Regions from separate parts of the Oryctolagus cuniculus genome. Here region 1 is linked to region 2. Evidence: chromatin contacts called from public Micro-C data. All regions are on one chromosome and are shown on one strand. Each heading gives the region's core, a stretch centred on a gene start, on an enhancer-like site or on the middle of the called end of the contact. The rest is flanking DNA. Distances are from core to core; before and after follow the strand shown. Region 1 holds the start of ARRB2 (arrestin beta 2). Region 2 holds the start of CAMTA2 (calmodulin binding transcription activator 2).

The links. Hi-C and Micro-C count contacts between places; a contact is called where the count stands out from the background.
Region 1: a contact with region 2 is called in a Micro-C map of ear pinna, with 4 times the contacts expected there. The contact joins the promoter of ARRB2 here to the promoter of CAMTA2 in region 2. A contact is called at or near these places in 2 of 6 Hi-C or Micro-C datasets (ear pinna and an unstated tissue).

The regions. Positions count from the first base shown.
Region 1 is chr17:51,504,899-51,509,468 of mOryCun1.1, reverse strand. ARRB2 (arrestin beta 2) reads left to right here and starts at 2,005. Exons shown (of 15, transcript XM_002718823.5): 1 at 2,005-2,161. The coding sequence starts at 2,139.
Region 2 is chr17:51,257,289-51,261,417 of mOryCun1.1, reverse strand. It overlaps CAMTA2 (calmodulin binding transcription activator 2), which reads right to left and starts at 1,917. Exons shown (of 22, transcript XM_070061271.1): 1 at 1,792-1,917; 2 at 377-471; 3 at 138-241. The coding sequence starts at 407. INCA1 (inhibitor of CDK, cyclin A1 interacting protein 1) reads right to left here. Exons shown (of 6, transcript XM_051825313.2): 4 at 3,657-3,850; 5 at 2,826-2,964; 6 at 2,283-2,623. The coding sequence ends at 2,477.

The DNA.
Region 1 (4,570 bases), core at 756-3,255, 250 kb before region 2:
AGGCCAGCTCTCTGCTGTGGCCAGGGAGTGCAGTGGAGGATGGCCCAAGTGTTTGGTCCTGCACCCCATGGGAGACCAGGAGAAGCACCTGGCTCCTGCCTTTGGATCAGCACAGTGAGCCGGCCACAGCGCGCCGGCCACAGTGGCCATTGGAGGGTGAACCAACGGCAAAAGGAAGATCTTTCTCTCTGTCTCTCTCTCTCACTGTCCATTCTGCCTGTCAAAAAAATTTTTTTAAAAATTAAAAAAGAAGGTGGTGAGAGAACTGAGGGGGACGGCCGTGCAACGGATGAGTAGAGCCTGAATTTGAACCTCAAAGATGATCTCAGAAACCATCTCGTGCCTGTTCTTTTCTGTGGCAGGGAAAAGGTGTGAAGTTAGTGTGATTGGAGCCGATGGGGGGAAACTATGGGGAAAGAGATGGAAGGAAGATCCCTTAGAGGCCGGCGCCCCGGCTCAATAGGCTAATCTTCCGCCTTGCAGCGCCGGCACACCGGGTTCTAGTCCCATTTGAGGCGCCGGTTCTGTCTCGGTTGCTCCTCTTCCAGTCCAGCTCTCTGCTGTGGCCAGGGAGGGCAGTGGAGGATGGCCCAAGTGTTTGGTCCTGCACCCCATGGGAGACCAGGAGAAGCACCTGTTTCCTGGCTTCAGATCAGCGCCGTGCGCCGGCCGCTGCTGCGGCCACTGTGGGGGTGAACCAATGGTAAAGCAAGACCTTTCTCTCTCTCTCTGTCTCTCTCTGTCTCTCTCTCTCTCTCACTGTCCACTCTGTCAAAAAAAAAAAAAAAAAATCCCTTAGAGTCCTAAGCCCAGAAATGTCAATCATCCATCATCCTCCCTGAGGTCCAATGTGACAGCCCCAGAAATGATCCTCCAGTCCGGCCCCTCTTCTCCCACCCGCTCTCAGCCATCTCCTACCCTCCGCAATGCCCAGGATTAATCTCCAAAAACAGAACTCTCATCGTGACACTCCACGGCTTTAAAAAACCGGCCCGGGTTCCACGTGTCCTCCTGCGGGGCGGGCCCGCCGCCCCAGTCTTCCCCTCTGCCTGCGGGACAGGATGTGCCCGCCTCGCCTCGCCTCGCCTCGCCTCGCCTCGCCTAGCTTTCCCTTCAGAACGCCCTTGCTCAACGTGTGCCCGTTCTTCGGAATTGGCGTCCTCACATTTCCCTTCCTCTGGGCAGCCTGCCGAGCGCAGTGAGCTGCTCTGTCTTCTGAGTCAGCCCTCTATTATAGCATTCCTGGACTCATGACACCTGTCCACGTGTTCCTCGACTGGACCAGAACGCCAGGGGCCGCGATCACTCATGCGTGTCTCCAGGGCTCTGCTCAGCGTCTGGCACAAAATGGGGCCGGGGTGTGGGGGCACGGATGGATGATGGATGGATGGATGATGGATGGATAGATGTTAGCGGGGACCGGCGGGTGGAGACGTTGACATTAGAAACCCTGCACAAATCCAAGACAGACACCAGGGGGAGCTGAGACACCGCAACAAAGCCGGAGGGCGGGCCTAAGGAAACCGCAAGCTCTGGGATGAGCCGAGGAGCGGCGCGCACCCTAGCAGGCATCATGCAACTGGAACGGCTCACCCACGTGTGCATCCCCTCACCCTCCAGCCCAGACTGTTTGAGTTCATTCCACCGCCCCCACCACCCCGGCAGCCCCCATCTCCACCGAGAAAGCAAACAAAGGGGAGGAGACCCCTACTGGGTTGTGGATGCCAGGAGCCAATCCGAGGGCTGCAATCTCCTGAAGGGCGGGCGCCTCGTTGGAGCGGCCCAATCCGCTTGCAGGGATCTGCGGAAGGGCGGGGAGATGGGCGGGAGAAGCGGGAGAAGGGACCGCGCGCACGGGGGGAAGGGCTCCCCTGGGGACTGGAGCGCAGAGGGTGGAGGCGGAGCCAATCACCGCGCGAGTCTGTGAGGAGAGGGCGGGAGCGCCCGGCGCGCGCGATCCGGCTGACGCATCTGGCCCCGGTTCCCCAGGCCCGGAGGAGGGGCCCGCAGGGGAGGGGGAAGAGGAGACAGAGCGGAGGACGCGCGTGCGCAGTGGCGCGGGGAGGAGCAGGACCTAGCAGCGGGCGAGAAGGCTTGCGAGCCAGCCCCGAACCGGGCGGGCGGCGGGCGCGCGCACCATGGGGGAGAAACCGGGGACCAGGTAAGGGAGGTGGGGCCGCGCGGCGGGATATGGGTGGCTGCGGCTCGGGGCTGGTGCCGAGATAGTCTCCAAACAAGGACACCGGGGAGGGAAAGCTGGGGGCTGGACGCCTGGGTCCCCAGGGGGCAGCCATCGGGGCCCCACGCTTAGGTCCTCGAGGGTACTGGGGTGAGTGGGGGCGCATGCACGGGCCCTTGCAGAGAGCAAGGCCTGAAGGGTACCAGAAACCGGCCTCGGGGGTCCTCGCAGGGATGTAGGGGTTCTCGCGTGCGGGCTGCGATGTAGGAGGAAGCAGGAGCAGGTGGCCGGTCCCAAAGGGTCGCGTCCCAGGAGGCTGGATGCTGGGAAGGGGATTCCCCCTCTAGACTCGTGCGGAGCCCGAGGGAAACCTGCCCAGTACCCTACAGCAGAAGGGCTGCCCCCACCTGTCCCAAGGACCGGGCGGCTCCGCTTCCAAACTTCTGCCTTCCCGTGGGTTGCCAGGAGCAACAGCTTCATCTTGAGGGAGCAGAGTGCGTGGCGACCCTCCCCGAGGCTGGGCGCCGCGTCCCTTCCCAGGGCGCGGGGGAGAAGGGTCTGCCCCGAGCCACGCATCCACTCCCCGGATGTTTTCTGTGCAATTGAGGCTCCTTCCTTCCACGGACACCCCGAGTTCTCTTTTTTGGTCTCTACCAAAATCCACTTCCTGTTGTGACCCAACACCCCCAAGGGGGCAGGGAGTGAATGCCGGGGCCCCAGGGGAGCAGGAGCAAAAGAAAAGGTTGGGGCTGTTTGTCTCAACCAGGAGGGGCTCATGAGTGGTCCTGAGCTGTCACTAGAACTGCAAAACAAGATCCCATCAACCCCACCCATTGAGTAGGAGAACCCAGGCTTCGGCTTCTGAGCGTAGAGTAGACCACTATCAGGGAGAGGTCAGCGCAGCAAGGGAAGATGGGTGTCCTGGATTAGGGGCTAAGCACCCTCAGAGAAGGGAGAAGTCACTGACTTGGAGGAGGCCCCCAGTTTCCGTTATGTGGTTTAGGGAGTGGGGGACGGATGGGCCAAAGGAGGGCTGCTGACTTGGCATAATTCCCTCCACCCCCATCAAATTCTGGGCCACAGGAAATGGAGAGAATAGCAGGAAGCGCGAAGGGGCATCTGCTTCACTGCCCCCCACCCTGACCGGGCACCTCCCTGCTCATCCCCACACTGTCTCCCTGGGCGGCCTGAGCACGCACACGCTGCTCCTCCCTGCCCTGGCAGGAGGGGGCCAGGTTAGGATCCAAAGGGCAGGTGCTCCAGGGTAATTGCCCCAGAGCCACACTCCTCTTGGCCAACTGATTAGCGCCCCTGCTGGGTAGAAACGCTGGGGCAAGGAGGGGACCCAGAAGCAAAGGGGAGGGAGAGCCTGGATGATGCCAGAGCAGTCAGCCCCCCCTCCCAACCCAGGATGGGCAGAAGGTAGGGTGCTCATGCTGGCTGCCCCCTCATTGACAGCTTAGTGACTGGGGAACTTCAGGGGCTGCTAAGCCCTTTGCCATATGACCTTTGGACAGCTTGCACTGGGGAGAAGGGGCAAGTGGAGTTCCTGGAGCAGACACCGGGGTGCTGGAGGGGAAGGAGGGAAGGGCCAGGCGGCAGCCCTTCAGTTTCTCCTCTCTGGGACCCTTTCCAGCGGGCACTGCCGAGCAGAATGGACTAGAAGGAGTTAGATGGTGCTTCCAAGGACAGGCCCACACGTGGCCAGAGCAGGGGTCGCCAGACACGTCCCTCCCCTTCCAGAGTCTGATGAGGCTTAGATAGTTTCAGCAGCTGGGAAGAAAAATGCCCTTCGGCTCAACAAACTGTCAGTGCTCACTACAGAGATAGACAGTGTAACCGTGTAGCTGTTGGGAGCTGAGACCCACAGCCAGCCTGCCTCAGTTTGTGTCGGACTTCTGTTTTACTCTGTGACCTTAGACGAAGTAGTTGACCGCTCCCTGCCTCAGTTTCCCCAACCCGTACAATAGGGCTCTTGGGGGCCCACCACTGGGCTGTTGAGTACTAACTGCGATCACGCACTTGGAACGGTGCCAAGCACGGCACAGTCACGCAGAAAACGTTAGCCACAATCACCCTCTGCAGCGTGCGGTGGCTGCCGCGCCGGGTGTGCCGAGGTGAACGAGGCCTCTGAGGCTTCGCAGGGCGAGGAGGGAGGCAGAGGAGGCACCGCTAACTGCTCTGGGTGCTATCACACCGCAAGCGAAACATAAACAAGATGTGACAGGAACCCTGAGACTGGAGGGTCTGGGGCCTGGACTGCGTCTGCTTGCCTTGAAAGACAAATAGGACCTGAAGCTGTTGAGGCCAGAGACAGGGCCGGTCGGTAGTTCAGGGAGCGGGGTCAGCCTTGGGTAGTGCCTCTGGTAGGAACTGTTTGGCGGGACAAAG
Region 2 (4,129 bases), core at 668-3,167:
CAGGTTCCCTGCCTTTGGGGCTCTCCCATGTCTCCTGAGAGCCTAGAACAGTCCTCTGGACCCGGGAAGACCCCCACTCGCCCTCCTCCCGCCCCCCAGGCCTTGCTGGACCCGCCTTCCCCAGGCTCCCGAGAAACCTCGTTTGTATTCCACCGTAGCCGCTCTGGAGGCAGCAGCGGGCAGCGAGGAAGACACTCCAGCAGCTTCTTGGGGAGAAAGATCTTCAGGTGGCGGCTGTTCTCTGAGGGAGTTGGAAGGGAGGGCTTCGTAAGCCAGCCCGGCGTCCCTGTGAGGGTCGGCCCAGAGTGTGGGGGAAACAGAAACCAAGGAGAGCAGGGATCCCCAGTGCAGGGACAACAGGGGGCTGTGAACTCACCGGCAACCTCGGTGGTGTCCTTGGTATTCATGGTGAGGGCTCCAGGGGGCAAGGTCACCCCCGGCCTGAGGGGCCGGGGGGAGGGGGAGTCTGTGCTGGGAAGGGAGAGAACAGGTCATGGCAGAAGCCTCTACATCATTAATCCAGGGTGAAGAGCATGAGGCGGGGTGGGGTGGAGTGCAGAACTAGGTCGTGACACCAGGGAAAGATGAGGGAGAGAGAGGAAGGGTCGTGACTATGTGACAGCCATACGTGTGCGGGGAACGGAGGTGAACCAATGTGAGTAGGAGACAGGACAGAATGGCCTGACCAGGAAAAACTGGGGAGGGTGGGGGAAGGGAGAAGGCTGCCGGGGCTGGGGTCTCAGAGGCCCTACAGCTAGGGCTCTTGCAGCCACTGGGGCTGCTGTGGGGTCAGGCCCTGGGAGGAGGGACTCCGGGCACCAGGTCCTTGGAGGATGGTTTGGCCAGAGAGCCTGGATGCTGGGGGAAGGGCAGGAGATTGGAGACAGTGGAGAGCTAGGCCTTAGAAGACACGCCCTGAGTTCCTTCTCTATTTGATTTTTCCAAGGGGAAGGGCAGATCTGATAACCGGTACCAAGCTACTCTCCCTCCCCCAGATTGGTCAGGCCCTGGTAGGATCTGGGTTAGACACCCACAGCTTAGCTTCCGGCTCTCAGGATGACCGCCTGCCCCAAGGCTGACAGTCCTCTCCACACTCCCCCTACCCAAGACCCCTTTTCCCCAAACGCCTCTGCCTCCCCGGGGCCTCCGGGCCTACTCCTTCCCCATCTACGCTCTGGCTCCAGCCTGAGCCCCCGCCCTCCTCGGGGAACAGATGGGAGCCGGAGGAGGCTCTAGGCGCGGGCTCGCCAGGTGTCCGGGATGCAGAGGGGGAGGAGGCCCGGCCGAGCTCGAGCTCGGCTGTGTGCAGCGAAGCTGGGGTTGGGGCAAGGACTCCGCCCCGGGGCGCAGGTGCGCAGTCCCGACTGGGCAGCCTGCCAGGGTGCGGAGCCGGAGCGGGTCCTGGGTGTGGGTCCGCGGGCGGCGCTGGACCCTGACACCCGGAGCAATGGGCGGCCCCCTACGGCGGGGTGGAGGTCTCCGGGGAACCTCAGAGGTGAGAGGGTCTCCCCGCATAGAGGATGTTCAAGGGAAGCCGCGGAACAGAGTCCGCGGGCGCGCTGGGAGTCGGGTGCGGGGTCCCCGGGACGGTCCCCGGCACGCGCAGGTCCGCCGTGGGGCCCTGCGGCGAGCGGCGCCCCCTGGCGCGGGGGAGGAGGACGGAAGCGGGGAGCGGGGGTGAGCCGGGAGGAGGGACGGTGGTCCCCGGCGCGGCGCTGCACGTCGGGAACGGGTGGAGCTGCGCCCCCTGGCGCGGGGGCGGAGAGGCGGGCGAGAAGCCCTGGCTCTTACCTCCCGGGGTCCCGCGGGTGACGGCGGCAGCGGCCATTCTACCCCTCACCGACCCCCCCCAGCGCCGGCTGACAGCGGCGTCCGACGTCACTGCGCACGGGGCGGAGCCTCCCAATTAAGGGGATGGGGGTCGGGAAGGGAACCTGGGGATCAGCACACGTGGGGTTCTGGGTGGGGCGCTGGGCGGAGGGACCCGGCTTCCCGGGCCCGCAGCCAGGCCGAGGGGACAGATCGCTGGGAAGTCCCTGCAGGGACAGGCGCGCTGAGGGGACGGGTTCCGGGGTCCCGGAGGCGGAAGCTCGGCCGACGGACGTGACTCCCGGTCCCGGAGAATGGGGTGGAGGCGGCGGTGCAGTGCTGGAACCCGAGGGGCTGGCGAGGGACCGAGGACGGACCCAGGCCGAGCTCCTGGGAGCTGGCCCTGGAGAAGCGAAGGAGCGCCCCAGCCCTCAGTCCCCGCGTCAGTGCACAGAGAGGACGACGACGCTGGCTCCATTTGCTTGCTCTTTAATAACGCAACAGAGAGAATATGGGCTCGGGGCGTTTTCGTGGGCAGGGCAGGTGGGCGTGGGAGTGAATGGCTCAGAGGACGGGACAGGGCTCCGTGCTGGCCGCGGAGGCGATCGCGATGACCTGGGCCGGGGCCGCAGGCAGCACCAGCATCCTGGGCACAGGTGCTTTCCGCTTACTCCTCAGACTCCAGCTCCACCCCCCAGGGGCGGTTAAAGGGGCTCCTCCTGGCTGTGGCAGTGCTGAAGGGGGCCAGAGAGCTCCACTGCCTGGAGGAGCACGACACCTCCTGGCCCAGGGGACTCCAGGGAGACCAAAGCAGCTGTAGACGACAGAAATTACAGGGGAAAGGATGGGAGAGGAGGCTCAGCGGATTTGCTGGTCCCCAAGCCCGGGTACCCGTCTCCAGCTCTCACCAAGTTTGTTTTTCTTCTCAAACTAGCGCTCCCACCTGGCTCTTGGCTTCTGCTGTCTCCACGCAAGACCGAGGACTCACACCAGCCTCCCCCGCCCCCCAGTCATACCTGGGCACTGTCAGGAGCGAGGCCGTGGTCCTCTTCCAGTTCAGAGTATCCCGCGGTGCTGGGGAATCCACAGCCCTCTCCTTCCAGCACCAGGGGCTCGGACGCAGCCCCAGAGCTGCCCCACTGGCCCCTCTTCAGCCTGCGGAGATGGCATTTAGGAGATGGCCAGGCTTCCGGCCTCTAATCTTCACTGAAACACTGACCGCTGGGACCCAAGGCACTGCCTTTGACCTTCAGCTCTGCACCCGCAGCTCTTCTCATCTAGGACTGCAGTGTGCTCACTCCAGGGACCCAGCAGTGACCCCAGAGCATCCCACACCCGCCAGTTCTATGGTGTATTTTCCTGTCTGGTGATCCCGTTTCCACCCCTTCCACCTCCTGGGGCTCAGCCTCCATCCCTCAGTTCCCTCTGTCTTTCCACATTACAAAAATTAATCCCATTTGGGGCCAGAGTTTTGGCTTAGCAGGTTAAGCCACTGCCTGCAATACCAGCATCTCATATGAGTACCACTTGGAGTCCCTACTGCTCCACTTCCAATCCAGCTCCCTGCTAATGTGCCCACCACCCACGTGGGAGACCTGTGGATGGAGTTCCAGGCTCCAGGCTTCAGCCTAGCCCAACTCTGGAAGATCTGTCTCTCCCTGTTTGTAACTCTGCCTTTCAGATATATATATATATATATATATATAAACACAAACATTTTGATTGCACCAAACCCACAGCTCCTTCCCAATTTCATTCCTTGAAAGCTCTCAACCCCTTCCTTAGCTCAACACAGCCTGCACCCAAACCCTACTTGGCTCCCAGAGCCCACTGTCTGGCCTCCTTACTCATTGATGGTTCTCTGACGCTTCCTTATGTCCTCCAGATGATAAGTGACAGCCCTGACCCGGGCAGGGATGCTCCCAGGTCCCTGCTGCATTCGTTCCAATTGTGGCCTCTTTCTCTTTCTTCTGCAGAGCACCTCAGGGGGTAGAAGTCCTTCCGGGGGGTACAGGCCAGGATGAGAGCAACCAGTGGCTCTCTGTGCCAGACAATGGAAAAGGAGATAAAGGAGAGAACTGGGTCTTGGGAGAGCTTGAACTGAATTAGGGAGCCAAGGATCTTGGGAAGTCTAGCTTTGATCTGGAAGACCCTCTTGCATCCCAGCAGGAGGTATTTCAGAGCAGACAGAACAGTGACAAGAAACCTGGAGTCCAGCCCCTCTCTCCTAAGTCTAAAGTCTCCACAGAGTGAGGAGAGGAAGGCCTGGTCAGCGCCCTTGTTGGTGAACACCAGAGGGAAAGGTCATTAGGAGCTGAAG